2 separate regions of the Mus musculus genome follow, and region 2 is linked to region 1. Evidence: chromatin contacts called from public promoter capture Hi-C data. All regions are on one chromosome and are shown on one strand. The core of a region is the stretch at or near the end of the contact, and the rest is flanking DNA. Distances in the headings are between cores, read along the strand shown. Region 1 overlaps Cep41 (centrosomal protein 41). Region 2 overlaps Copg2 (coatomer protein complex, subunit gamma 2).

Region 1 (6,219 bases), core at 2,245-4,744:
GCACTGGCCAAGGTGGTCTGGAGCAGTTTCATGCTTTAAAACTGATCATTCTGGTTTCCAAATGAATTAAATTCTAGCTTTCAAGCCATAGCTGTTATTATTATTGTTATTTGAACTGAATGTGCTGCAATTTGATTTGATTTAACATGGCAAGCTCCATCTTGCACCTAAATATGGTAAATGAAAAACACTCAAAATAATTTTCATTTCTACAGCGTTGCCTCTCTTTAAACCTTGAGTCTCAGCCTAACTTCTGATCAAAGTAATGCTTTTAATAAATGACATAAACTCACACTGCAAAGCACTATTCTGAATTTTTCTTCATGTTTGGGTCAGAAACTGAGAGAAAAAATCCTGTCTTAAACCCCCCCAAATGTATTTTCGAAATTATACCATACTTACTTTGTTATTAAAATTTTACCATGGATTCATCACAGAATAAAAATCCACAAATTTAGGCTTTTGTTTATGATTACTGTCATCATTATTTTAGCCTGTTTTTATCTTAGGACACACTCTCTATTATGATAGTAAGGATGCAGTGTACTCCTAAACTCAGATGGTGTCTTTCTGGAAGCTTGCAAGCAATTGGGGCTGCTTAGGAGGCCTAACGCCTTCTCAAGAGAGAGCCTGAGTATGTTTCAGAAGATGCTGCCAAGCTACTAAGAACCAGGCAAAAACTAAGTAAATCTGTTTTAGGAGCTTTGGGTTTTTCTTTCTTGGGTCAAAGCTCTCTTCCTACTTTTGAGGGGGGAGGATATACAAAGGAACAGAAAGAAAAAGCCAATATTTCTTAAATGTCTAAAATAAGCCTTTTGACCAAAGAGCTGACCCAGGAATCCCACAGCAGAAACCATCAACTCTTCCTGGATCCCCACCCCTCTTCCTACCGCAGCTCTGAACTCAAGTGTGGACTTGCCAGTCAACACAATGAGGTTCTGAAGAAAAAGCCAATTAGTTTGCTGTTCTGCGTCTTACAGTCTTATCCTTAAAACACTCGACACAAGAACCCTACTGACAGGTCCTTCCTGTCTCCTTCACCGTGTGTGGTTGAAGTGGCCGTGCCTTTAGGTTTGGGGGAGCTTTAGGCAATCTAGGAAGAAAGCTTGGAGAAAAAAAAAAGCCTCATCAATTTGCCCAGCAATGCAGCAACTTAGCAATTATTCAAGGATTAGTGTTCCCAACCTCCTGGTTTCTTGTATGGTTCATAGACCCACCTGGCTCTTCTACTGGTGTTTTATTGTAACTGGTAGTGAAGACTGAACCCCAGGCATCCTGCATGCAAGGAAAGGACTCTACCTTAAGCTATGGCCACGGTTCTCCTGTGGTTTTAAAAGCATTGTAACTGTGGGAAGTGTTCCTTCTTTGATCACAGGACCATCTGATGCTACAAACTCCCTGAGGAATGGAAAACAACAGCCAGCCTCATTGATTTTATCTTTTATTAAAATACTGTAGTTACAACTAATACTGTTTCTACTAACAAACTATCTTAACTTTATTTTTATATGTGTGTGTATGTTTTTTAAAATTCTACTGTGCTGGGGATTGAACCCATGGCCATATATGTACTAAGTGAATGCTCTACCATTAAGCTATGTGCCTGTTCCTGAAAGTTAATTTCTTCACTATCAACACTTCCTGTGGGTTTGCACAACACTGCATCCTATATCAGCAGACCCCCACTGGGACTCTCAGAAGCAAGGGCTCCCCCACTCCCCCATCATTTCTTTTTCCTACTGAAGGAAAAAGGCAGGAAATAAAAAACCTCTCGTATTTCACAAATACCTGGGGAAATTATGAACAAATCTAAAAGAGGTAGTAACAAAGTAACAAAGGCTCTTTTCTTTCCAGCCTTTCGCTCCTCTCCAGGTATGGAGAAGACAGTGGAGAGTTTCCACAGGGCTTCAGTTGGAGAGAGGAGACACTGAGGACTGCCCCCAGGCCCTGTGACCGACTCAGTAAGTATGAACAGTGGCACTTTATCACCCGTTTGCTAGTAGTGTGTCACGTAAGTGCTTTGTCTTACTACATCTAATTGCAACAAAATTACTGGAAACAGAGGAACTTCATAGGTCATTTATTTACAAACATGTCTTTTATACCAGAGGAGCCTGAAAAGCTATCAGAGAACTAATCTTTTAAGACTTTAAAAAATCAAGTATTATTGCCAAATTTTCCTAAATAAGACTAATTAAAAAGCCAAACAAAGGAAACTAAAAGCTCAGCAGCTGTCCACTGCCCAATACTGAACGGAGCTCCTAGCTCGAGTGGGGAGGGTGCCAGCGGCTTGCCGGCTTTTCCAGCACAGTCTTAATGGCTTTCCTTGAGCTCGGCTAACCTTCATTTCCTAATGTCCCTACACTGGCTTATCCACCAGGAAGTAGCTTTTCTCTGCCCGCATTCCTGCAGCAAGCATTTATCACTGTCTGGACTGCCTTATCTACCTTCTTCAACAGAAAGCCCAAGGCTATTTATCTGTGCACATCCATAAGCACGCTCACAAGCTTCACTCCTGTGTTCTCGTGTAGGAGACACTAAAAAACGTTGGCTGGGTGGAACAGACTACAAAACTCTGCTGTCTTAAAAGTCCTTAGGGTAAGTTATTTTATAATGTAAATGATCCCATTCGGATTTGGCTTGTGTTTCACACACCCTATTTTCTGACTTTCTTTAAATGATGAGGTACAACTTGATTGATACACGATTATATTACAGGGTACACGTATAAGCCACCGACTCAGGTAGCCTAGAAATGCCTAAGGTGGTATTTGGTTTCTGCCTTGTTTACCACTGAAGTTGCAATGAAAGATATCTAACAAGAGCTCCCCAATTTGAATCAAGAGAAAGAAACAAGTCCATCAGTAGCCCTATGCAAAGCCGGAGCACAATCGATCCACCGAGTGACTCAGGGCTTTGAGTTTTTCCCCATTGGGTTCCTATAATTTAATAATGTTATTTGTACTGAGCATGTAACAAAAGCTAATGCTTGTGAGCAGCAGTAATCTAGAGAGGGTGAGATTTATAAGGCAGGAATTCAGTTGCTAAGAGACAGCTCCACGGCTTCATTTTTTTTCTTCAATATTTCCCTCCTCTATGGAGAAGTTCTTTTGGCTCAGAAGAAGCAGGAAGCGTGAAAAGAGGCACAGTGAGCCTTTGTTAACCCAGGGGAGTTATATGTGGGTCTACAGCTTTCTGGTTTGTAAAAGCCTTTCACATACATTCCTTCCTTTGACAAATCAAATACCAAATAAAAATGAAGTGCGTGTAGCCTGTAATGAGCTTGAGTGCTTAAGATCAAAACTATTAGCGAATATTCAGGAAAAGTAGAGACTAATGAAGAGAAAAGGAAATGATTAGTTGTGCAGATGTAACAAAAGGAAGGTGACACCCACAAAAGTGAAACTCATGCTACAGAGACTAGTGGAGAAGGGCTGCGGGATTTTAGAGCTGCAGACATGCCTAAGATTGAAAACAGCACAGGGCGACGGCTCTGCAATGAGCCAAGACGAGCAGGGTTGGAGCACTCTCTCAGTGCAGCCTGTGGCTGCAGAACACAGAGCTGGGACAGGGCAAAATGCCCTCAGGGAGCCTCAGAGGCCAGCCCCAGGCACGGTCTGGAGGGCCTGAGGAGATCCACCTAGGCACCTCGGGCACAAAGCAGTGCTGGAAGCTCGTGTAATTCTGAGACGTCAGCCACAGCGCTACCAGGGTGCAGGTTTCTGTGAGACGTGGGATCAGGAGGACAGAGACAAAAGAGCCTCTTCCAAAAGGAAGGGAGCAGCCTTTCAAGAATACAAGACATGCCACAGAATTCTTGATTTTGTGTGTGCATGAATGATTCTAAATTAATCACTATTTCACAAGAAAGGATTAAAGGCTCACCTACTTAGCCTAGAGATGAGAACTGCTCAATCATTCTGCCCATTTCCATGTCTCTGGCTGCAGAGCTTAAAAACCATGCCAAGGTGAGACCTTCTCCCTGCAGCACGGCTCTCAGGTCCCTCTTAGTGCTTTCTTAAGGAGGACTCCTCAACACTTTTACCTATGGCAATGCTAACATTTGGGCAAAATAAAGTGTTCAGGGCTGCTGTACCCGAGAGTCCCCAAAGGCTGGCAGGCTGTCCATATAACCCACAAGTTCCGCACACAAAAATATTTGAAAACTCGAACACTAGAGATCTCTCCCTAAAGCTGATTGATGGCTAAATGTGAAACACACACCAAATCAAATGCTAGGGCAGGATTTTGTTCCCACACTGACTATAAAATATTTGGGGGCTTGAAGCAATAAGGCACATTTTGGCCCTTCCAAAAGCTATTATAGAACTAGTTTGAGAGACTTTTGCTTCTAGGGAAGATGGGTAGATATAATTTACCCCTTTAGTTAAGTCCCACAAAACCCCCAGACAACCCACAGCATGGGAGCATACATCTGAAAATCATATTTCTGTTAAGAGTCTAGTATCCAGAATAAACAAAAGAACTTACAATGTGGAAAAATAACCACTTTTAAAAATGAGCAAATCATCTGAATAGACATCTCTCCATAGGAAATATACAAGTGCCAGTAAGCACACAAAATGGTGTTCATCATCGTTAGTCATCAGTAGCACACAAGTTAAAATCGAGTAAGATACTCCATCGTGGCAGTCTTAACCAAGACGATGGGCCAAGCACTGGTGAGGGTGTGGAGAGGACACACCCCTCCCACCCTGCTGATGGCACGGTAAAGTGGTATGGCTTGATTAGAAAAATTTGGCATGTCTTCAGAAAAAAAGAAGTATCATATGGCCAGTAATTCAACTCCTCAATATATACACAAGAGAACTAGAAACACACGTACACAAAAACTTGCATATACTGATGCTTTTAAAACACACCATGTCCAAAAAGTATGGAACACCCATTTTAAAGGACATTATTTGGCAACAGAAAGGAGTGGAGAGCTGACTTAGGCTGTGGCATGAGTGTGCCTGGAATGCACTACACTATACAGTGCTCAGAACAGGCAAATCCCCGGAAACAGAAAACAGGCCAATCGTTCTCAGCATAGTTAAAATGTTAATTCTCTCCAAACTGATAAATAATTTGTATTAAAAAGTCAGCCCTTTTATAAATGTGAATAAAATGACTCTAAAATGTATATGGAAAGACAAGGGAATAGTTAAGAGAATTTTGCAAAGAAGAATGGAATGAGAATAATGAGGCTAACCCACCCCAGGTATCCAGTTTACTGTGAGGCTACATTCATCAAGACTGTGTGGTATTGGAAAGAGGCTACATATATAGATCAAAGGGACAACACAGAGACCAGGAAATAAACCCACATACCTATCTCCTGACTGTTGACAAAGATGAAGGTGTCAGAGCAGGAGGACACCCCTAAATTAGAAAGCCAATCTTCATCTAAATCAGCTGACTTTATATAAAAGCAGTTCAAAATGTATCTCGAACTTAAACATAAAACCTAAAGACTTTCAGAGGAAAAAAAAAGGTGTCTGGGATGTAGTTTAGGCCAAGAGTTCTTAAAGTAGACGATGGGATTATGATTATGAAAAGAAAATAGATAAAAACGGACCTCATCAAGATGAAAAGCTTTCCTTCTTCAAAGATGGAAAGAGGAAAGGACGAGTTACAGACGGAGAAAGGATACCTGCAAACCAGGCCACCCGCAAGGCTGGGTGTCTAGACTACATAGGGGACTGGAAAGTCAGTGCTAACAATGCAAGTAATCCAGGCAGCACGGCTTTCAGCAAAGATGACGGAAAGCAAGCAGGTGCACAGACACTCCTGCTGAGCTCCTGGGTAGGCATGACAGGGTGACGCTGTGCTTCTGAGGAGCCTCGTCAGGATGGGTAAAACTAGGAGTATGATGTCAGACGCCACTGCAGGTGGAGGTGTGCAGACTGTCACTGCTTATCTCCTGCCGCTGTAGCCACTCTGGGAAACAGTTTGACAGTTTCTGAAAACTGGAAGGGGAGGCGGGAAGATCAGGAATTCAAGGCCAGCCTGAGCTCTAGAAGGACTATGAGGCCAGTCCGAGCTACTTGAGACTTTGTCTCAAAAAGAGAAATAACAAACTAAAAAGCAAATGGAATCAAACCAAACTACAATATGACCCAGCAACTGTGGCTCTAGGCATTTATTCCAGAAAAAAACCCAAAAACCAAAAAACTAAGACCTGCTCACACAAAAATCTGTAAATCAATGCCTACG
Region 2 (6,219 bases), core at 1,472-3,971, 160 kb after region 1:
TTCCAAGGACAGCCAGGGCTACATAGAGAGAACGGACAGCTATGTCATTCAGCCTGTCCCAACCCCATCCCCCAGAAGAAAGTTGGAGTTCAATTGCACTGTAAAAATAAATGGATTTAACTGACATTTCCATCTATAGAATACATACTCTTCTCAGCAGTCTATGAAAATTTCTTCAAAGTAGATCGCATTTTAGATAATAAAACAAGTTTTAACAAACACAGAAAGAAAGAGAATATGAATGAGAATATGAATATTTCTTAGGGGCTAGAGAAATGGCTCAGTGGTCAAGTTCATGTCAAATAGTTCATAAACATTTCCAATTCCAGTCCCAAAAGATACAGCAGCTTCTTCTGGATTCTATGTGCACTTGGACATACATGTGCACATATATACCCACATACGTATAAATAAAATACACCTTTGAAAAATAACTTTTTGTTTACCTGACCTTGATTTAACTTTGGTAAGTGTTATCTGTTTAGAAAATTGTCTATTTCATTAAAAACACAAGAAGTTAGACTCCAACAACCCACATAACCCAATTAAAAAATGGGGTACAGAACTGAACAGAGAATGAACAACAGAGGCCTCTCAAATAGCTGCGAAGCACTTAAAGAAATGTTCGAAGTCCTTAGTCATTAGGGAAATGCAAATTAAAACAACTCTGAGATTCCATCTCACATGGCAGAATGGCTAAGATCAAAAACTCAAGTGATAGTGAAAGGACAATATAAACCCCATTTGTCCCCACTTAAGTATCCTATTTGTCTCCATTTAAGGACCAGCTTTTTAATTTAATGATTTTTAAAAGAGGCCGTAAGGGACCAGCTTCAGGAATAGACCATAAGTCCCAGAAACTAGGTCATAAGACACCAGCTCTAGGAATAGACCATAAAATCCAGAACAAGATCATAAAACCCTCTCCCAAAAAACAGCCTGGGGATAACCACAAAATGGAGAAATATCTTATCTCAGAACAGGCCATCTGTGGGGACAGTCCTATTTCTTCACATGGTTGAAAATTCATGATGTAGGAATGTAGACAGGCCACTGACCACCTGTGATGCCCTAGCACCCACCAATGAAATTTTAGATTACCTAATCCTTCTAGAGAGTTTCCCCAATTTCCTATTAGAAGGCCTGCGGACCTTTGTCTGGGCTCATGCTGGTTGTTTCTGCAGAATAAACTCTCTTTGTTTTGCATACTATCTGAGTCTGGGGTCTTCCTTCAGGAATTTTCGGGCTCTTACAATAGTACATGCTAGGGAAGCTGTGGAGCAAGAGGAACACTCCTCCATTGCTGGTCAGAGTGCAGACTTGTACAACCACGTTGGAAATCAATGTGGCAGTTTCTCAGAAAACAGGAAATATTCTATCTTAAGACCCAGGTATATCACTCTTAGGCATATACTTACAAGATGCCCTACTATACCACGGGAACACTTGTTCAACTAGCAGCTTTGTTTGTAATAGCCAGAAACTGGAAACAATCTAGATGTCCCTCAACTAAAGAATGGATAAAGAAAATGTGGTCCATCTACACAATAGAATACTATTTAGCTATTAAAAATAATGAATTCTGCAGGAAAATGGATGGAATTTGAGAATATCATCCTGAGTGAGGTAACCCAGATCCAAAGGACATATATGGCATGTACTCATTTATAAAGTGGATATTAGCCATAAAATACAAGATAAACATGCTACTACACTCCACAGACCCAAAGAAGCTAAATAAGAAGGAAGGTCCAAGTAAGAATGCTTGAATCTCACTTAGAAAGGGGAACAAAAATAGTTGTAGGAGGTAGATAGAGGAAGAGAACTGGGTGGGAGGGGGGCTGGGGAGAGGAATGGTGTAGGGGGAATTCAGGATCAAGTATGGGGAGGAATAGGAGGTGAATGGAATGAATGGAAATCTGCAACTGGTGGTGGTGGGGTATCTCAAGGGCCTGCCAGAGACCGAGGATAGGGGAGGACCCCGAGAATCAATGGGGTGAGCTTAGCTGTGACTCACAGCATTGGGATATGGAACTTCAAGAGGCCACTTCATGTAGCCAGGCAGGAACCCCAGTGGAGTGATAGGGACACCAACCTACTGACAAAACTTTCTAACCAAAATTTATCCTGTCTACAAGAAATGCAGGGACAGAGGATGGAGCAGTGACTGAGCCCTGCCAGGCCTTGGTGGGGACAGTGACATGGTTCCTGCCCCTGGGACAGGGCCCCTGGTGTGAACCTCCAAGAGTGTCCTTGGCTGCTGTGGCTACAAGGAATGTTTGTATAATAATGTACATAATTCAGACTCCCCCCTGTGAATGTGAGTGACTCGGTGATAATTAGAAACAGCAGGAGTCCAGGAGTCGAGGGTGTGCCTATGTCTCAGCAAAATGGTAAACTCTAGGACTTTCAGGACAGCCCTTAAGGTTATAGGAAAGAGCTCTAAATACATGAGTTTGAAAATATATAATTTCTTACCTATGCAAAAATAAGGATACTATATGAATTACATGAGGGGCTTCATGAATATAAAGGAACAAAAGCAGCTATGCCACGAACCGAGTAGTTAGACAATTGCTAAGGAAGAAGAGAGAGAGATTTAGGGAGCAGTGATCACAGGAGATTCCACCCAGCTAAGATTTTTTGTTTATGCTAACAAAGGCAGATAGATTCCTGAGTTCAGGATCAGCCTAGGACAAAGCAAAGTTAGACTCAGTTGTGGTAGAAATGCTAAGTTCAGGGCAGGGTCCCATCCAACTAGCTTATAGTCTGTGCTTAACAAAGGTAGACATAGTTCTGAATTCTTTTTCAATGTTACCTGTCTGTGGGATGATATGTTCTTCTAGCTGGGGTACCTTGTCTGGCCTCAGTGGGAGAGGATGTGCCTAGACTCCCAGAGACTTGATGTGCCAGGGTAGGGGGATATTCAGGGGGGCCTCTACCCTCTCAGATGAGAATGGGGGAGGGGTGTGGAAGGGGGTGACTGGGAGAGGTGGCAGCAATCGTGATGTATCACAAGAAACTATAGGCGCCACTTAAAACACATGAGGATTGAATATGCAAATGATGTTTACTATATATATATATATATATATATATATATATATATATATATATGGTTTTTAAAAAGCAAAGAAATTCTAGAAACAAGTGAAAAAAACCACACTTCATTAGATTTTTTTGTATACAGCAAAGACAAAAGAGGTAAGCTTGTTGTGCTTAGTGTACGCATTAACAAGGCAAGAGAACACTTTGATCATCTCTTAGTGATGTACCTCTAAGTCTTAGAAAAAAACAAAACAAAACAAAACAGAACAAGCCAAACAAAATTAGTAGATAAAAATGAAATAAGGAGCCAGGCAGTGGTGGTGCACGCCTTTAATCCCAGCACTTGGGAGGCAGAGGCAGGTGGATTTCTGAGTTCAAGGCCAGCCTGGTCTACAAGAGTGAGTTCCAGGACAGCCAGGGCTACACAGAGAAACCCTGTCTCAAACAACAACAACAACAACAACAACACAAAAAAGAAAACAAACAAAAACAAAAAAATAAAAAAGCAACAGTTTCACTGATCCTCTTACGGTCTTCATTTTATTAAATTCTACCTTGCTCTATTATTTCTTCTTATTTTATTTTTATTTATATTTTTTTTTTTTATTTATTTATTTATTTATTTATTTATTTATTTATTTAGGTTTTTCAAGGCAGGGTTTCTCTGTGTAGCCCTGGCTGTCCTGGAACTTACTTTGTAGACGAGGCTGGCCTCAAACTCAGAAATCTGCCTGTCTCTGCCTCCCGAGTGCTGGGATTAAAGACGTGCGCCACCACCACCACCACCACCAGGCCAACTGTTGCTTTTTTGAACAGATGAACAAGACTGACAAATGCTTAGACAAAGTGACCAAAAGAAAGACTCAAATTAATAACATTAGAGGTAAAGGGGGTGAAGGAATATTACAACAAACATTCACTGAAATCCAGAGGCTCACTAAGAAGTATTCTGAAGAATTATCTTCCAGTAAACTAGAAAACCTATAGGAAATGGTTTGTTGACAAAAGTGCTAAAGTGCCTACTGGAGAAAAGATGGCCTCACCCACACAGGCTGCTAGGAAACTGGATATGCATGTGACAAAGAATGAAATACAATCTTTACCTTTCACCCTGCACAAAAGTCAACTTCAAATTCACTAAAGACCTTAATATAAGACCTGAAACTTTGAAACTATCAAAATAAAGTAGAAACATTTCAAGATATGGGGACAAGCACAAACTTTCTGAGTAAGACTCCAACACCTCAGGAAATAACAGGTAGGCCTGATGAACATCAAACATCAAATTAAGCTCCTGCACAACAAAGGCAACAGCAAACTGAAAAGATCTGCAGGATGGGAGACAAGCGTTGTTAGCTATTCATCAGATAGGGCATGAATAACTAAGATAAAGAGCTGAAAAATTTAAGAGTAAATGAACTGAGCAGATTGTTCTCAGAAGCAGAACAACATAATAGATCAAATGTTATATAGCATATTAATATACATTAATTATTACAAACAACAAAAACAACATTAAAACAAACAACAGGGCTGGAGGGTACCACCTCAACTGGATTTTTTTTTCCCCCTCCCTTTGGGTAAATCTGGTTTATTTTCAGTCTATTTTTTTTTCATTTTTTATTAGATATTTTCTTTATTTACATTTCAAATTGTATCCCCTTTCCTCATTTCCCCTCTGAAAACCCTCTTATCCCATCACACACACCCCCGCCCACTAACCCACCCACTCCCGCTTCCCTATCCTGGCATCCCCCTATACTGGGGCATCGAACCTTTACAAGGCCAAGAGCCTCTCCTCTCATTTATGTCCAACAAGGCCATCTTCTGCTAGATATGTGGCTGAGTCCCTCCTTGAGTACTTTTTGGTTGATGGTTTAGTCCCTGGGAGCTCTGGGGGGGTACTGGTTAGTTCACATTGTTGTTCCTCCTATAGGGCTGCAAACCCCTTCAGCTCCTTGGGTCCTTTCTCTAGCTTCTCCATTGGGGACCCTGTGCTCAGTTCAATGGATGGCTGTGAGCATTCACCTCTGAATCAGGCACTGGCAGAGCCTCTCCGGATAAAGCAGACCTTTAAAGATCTACATCATGCTTAATGGGTTTCCTGCAAAACTGTAGTCAAAGAAGCCTTCTTTCACCATTTCTACTCACTATCACACTAAAGGCTTGAGGTAGTGAAAAAAAAAAGCACAACACAAAACACAGGGGTTAGTCTAGAAACAAAGAAGTGAAGCCATATTTGTTCACAAGTGATATGATATTATACACAGAAAATCCAAAGTAGTATATGGATGCAGAGAACAAGAGAGAAGTAGAGAAATCAAGAGAGCACAGGGCAGGGGTAGAGGGAGGAAAGGAAGAGGGAGTAGCATGCACTAGCTAGCAGCATACAAGTTTATAAACTATAAGATTAACATAAAAACAACTATAGTTCAGTCCAGAAGTGAAAGTGATGAAACAATTCCATTCACAACAGCCTAAGACTGAGCGAAGGGGCCAGGGAGACATGGGGGAAGGGGTGGCTAAGGTACTCGCTGTCAAGTCTGAGTGTTATTTCCCAGGATCCATATGGTAGAACGTGAGCACAACTCATGTGAGTTGTCCCCTCTGACTTCTATATGCACACAAATTAAATACTTTAAAAATTAATTGAATAAAATTATCACAATTTTAAATTGAAAACTATAAAATCTTTTTGAGGACTTTAAATGAAGAAATAGACCCTGTCCATGCTATAAAACTACTTATTATCAAGATGGCAATACTCCCATATGAATTGATTTAAAATATACCTATTATTCTGGACAGTGCAAATCCTACCAAAATGCCAGCAGGTTTTACTGTAGTAATCCAAAGCTTGTTCTAAAATGCATATGGATAAGCAATGAACTCCAAAAACACATTTTCCAGATTCAAATCTTCCTATAAACCTGGAGCATCATGACAACTGAAAAAAACTGGGAGTTTCATCACATGGTCAGCTGACTTCCCAAAGAAGAGACAATTTAAAGGAGAAAAGAGTTTTTACTAACTGGCACTGGGAAAATTGGTATTTTCTTAAATGAATGTATTTATTCCATTATATGAGCATATACAGAACTTTACTCAGAATGGATGATAGTCTTAAAGGTTGCAAACTAGAACTATTAATATCATGCTACTAAAAGAGCA

The links. Promoter capture Hi-C pulls out the DNA fragments that hold promoters and counts their contacts.
Region 2: a contact with region 1 is called in a promoter capture Hi-C map of cranial neural crest. The contact joins two enhancer-like sites. A contact is called at or near these places in 3 of 39 promoter capture datasets (the HPC-7 cell line, cranial neural crest and maxillary cranial neural crest), 1 of 115 datasets of contacts at active chromatin or transcription factors (pancreatic cancer cells) and 3 of 9 other capture datasets (adipose tissue, liver and pancreatic islet).

The regions. Positions count from the first base shown.
Region 1 is chr6:30,672,012-30,678,230 of GRCm38.p6, forward strand. The region is part of intron 2 of Cep41 (centrosomal protein 41); the gene reads right to left. Gm13782 (a long non-coding RNA gene) reads left to right here. Exons shown (of 5, transcript XR_377397.3): 3 at 1,855-1,961. Among named protein-coding and RNA genes, the nearest start is that of Gm13782, 7.6 kb to the left of the region's middle. Within about 2 kb of position 3,495, at least 148 of the 459 cell types and tissues checked have an H3K27ac peak or open chromatin away from gene starts, as enhancers often do.
Region 2 is chr6:30,830,115-30,836,333 of GRCm38.p6, forward strand. All of the region lies in intron 9 of Copg2 (coatomer protein complex, subunit gamma 2), which reads right to left. Among named protein-coding and RNA genes, the nearest start is that of Gm38781, 53 kb to the right of the region's middle. Within about 2 kb of position 2,722, at least 6 of the 459 cell types and tissues checked have an H3K27ac peak or open chromatin away from gene starts, as enhancers often do.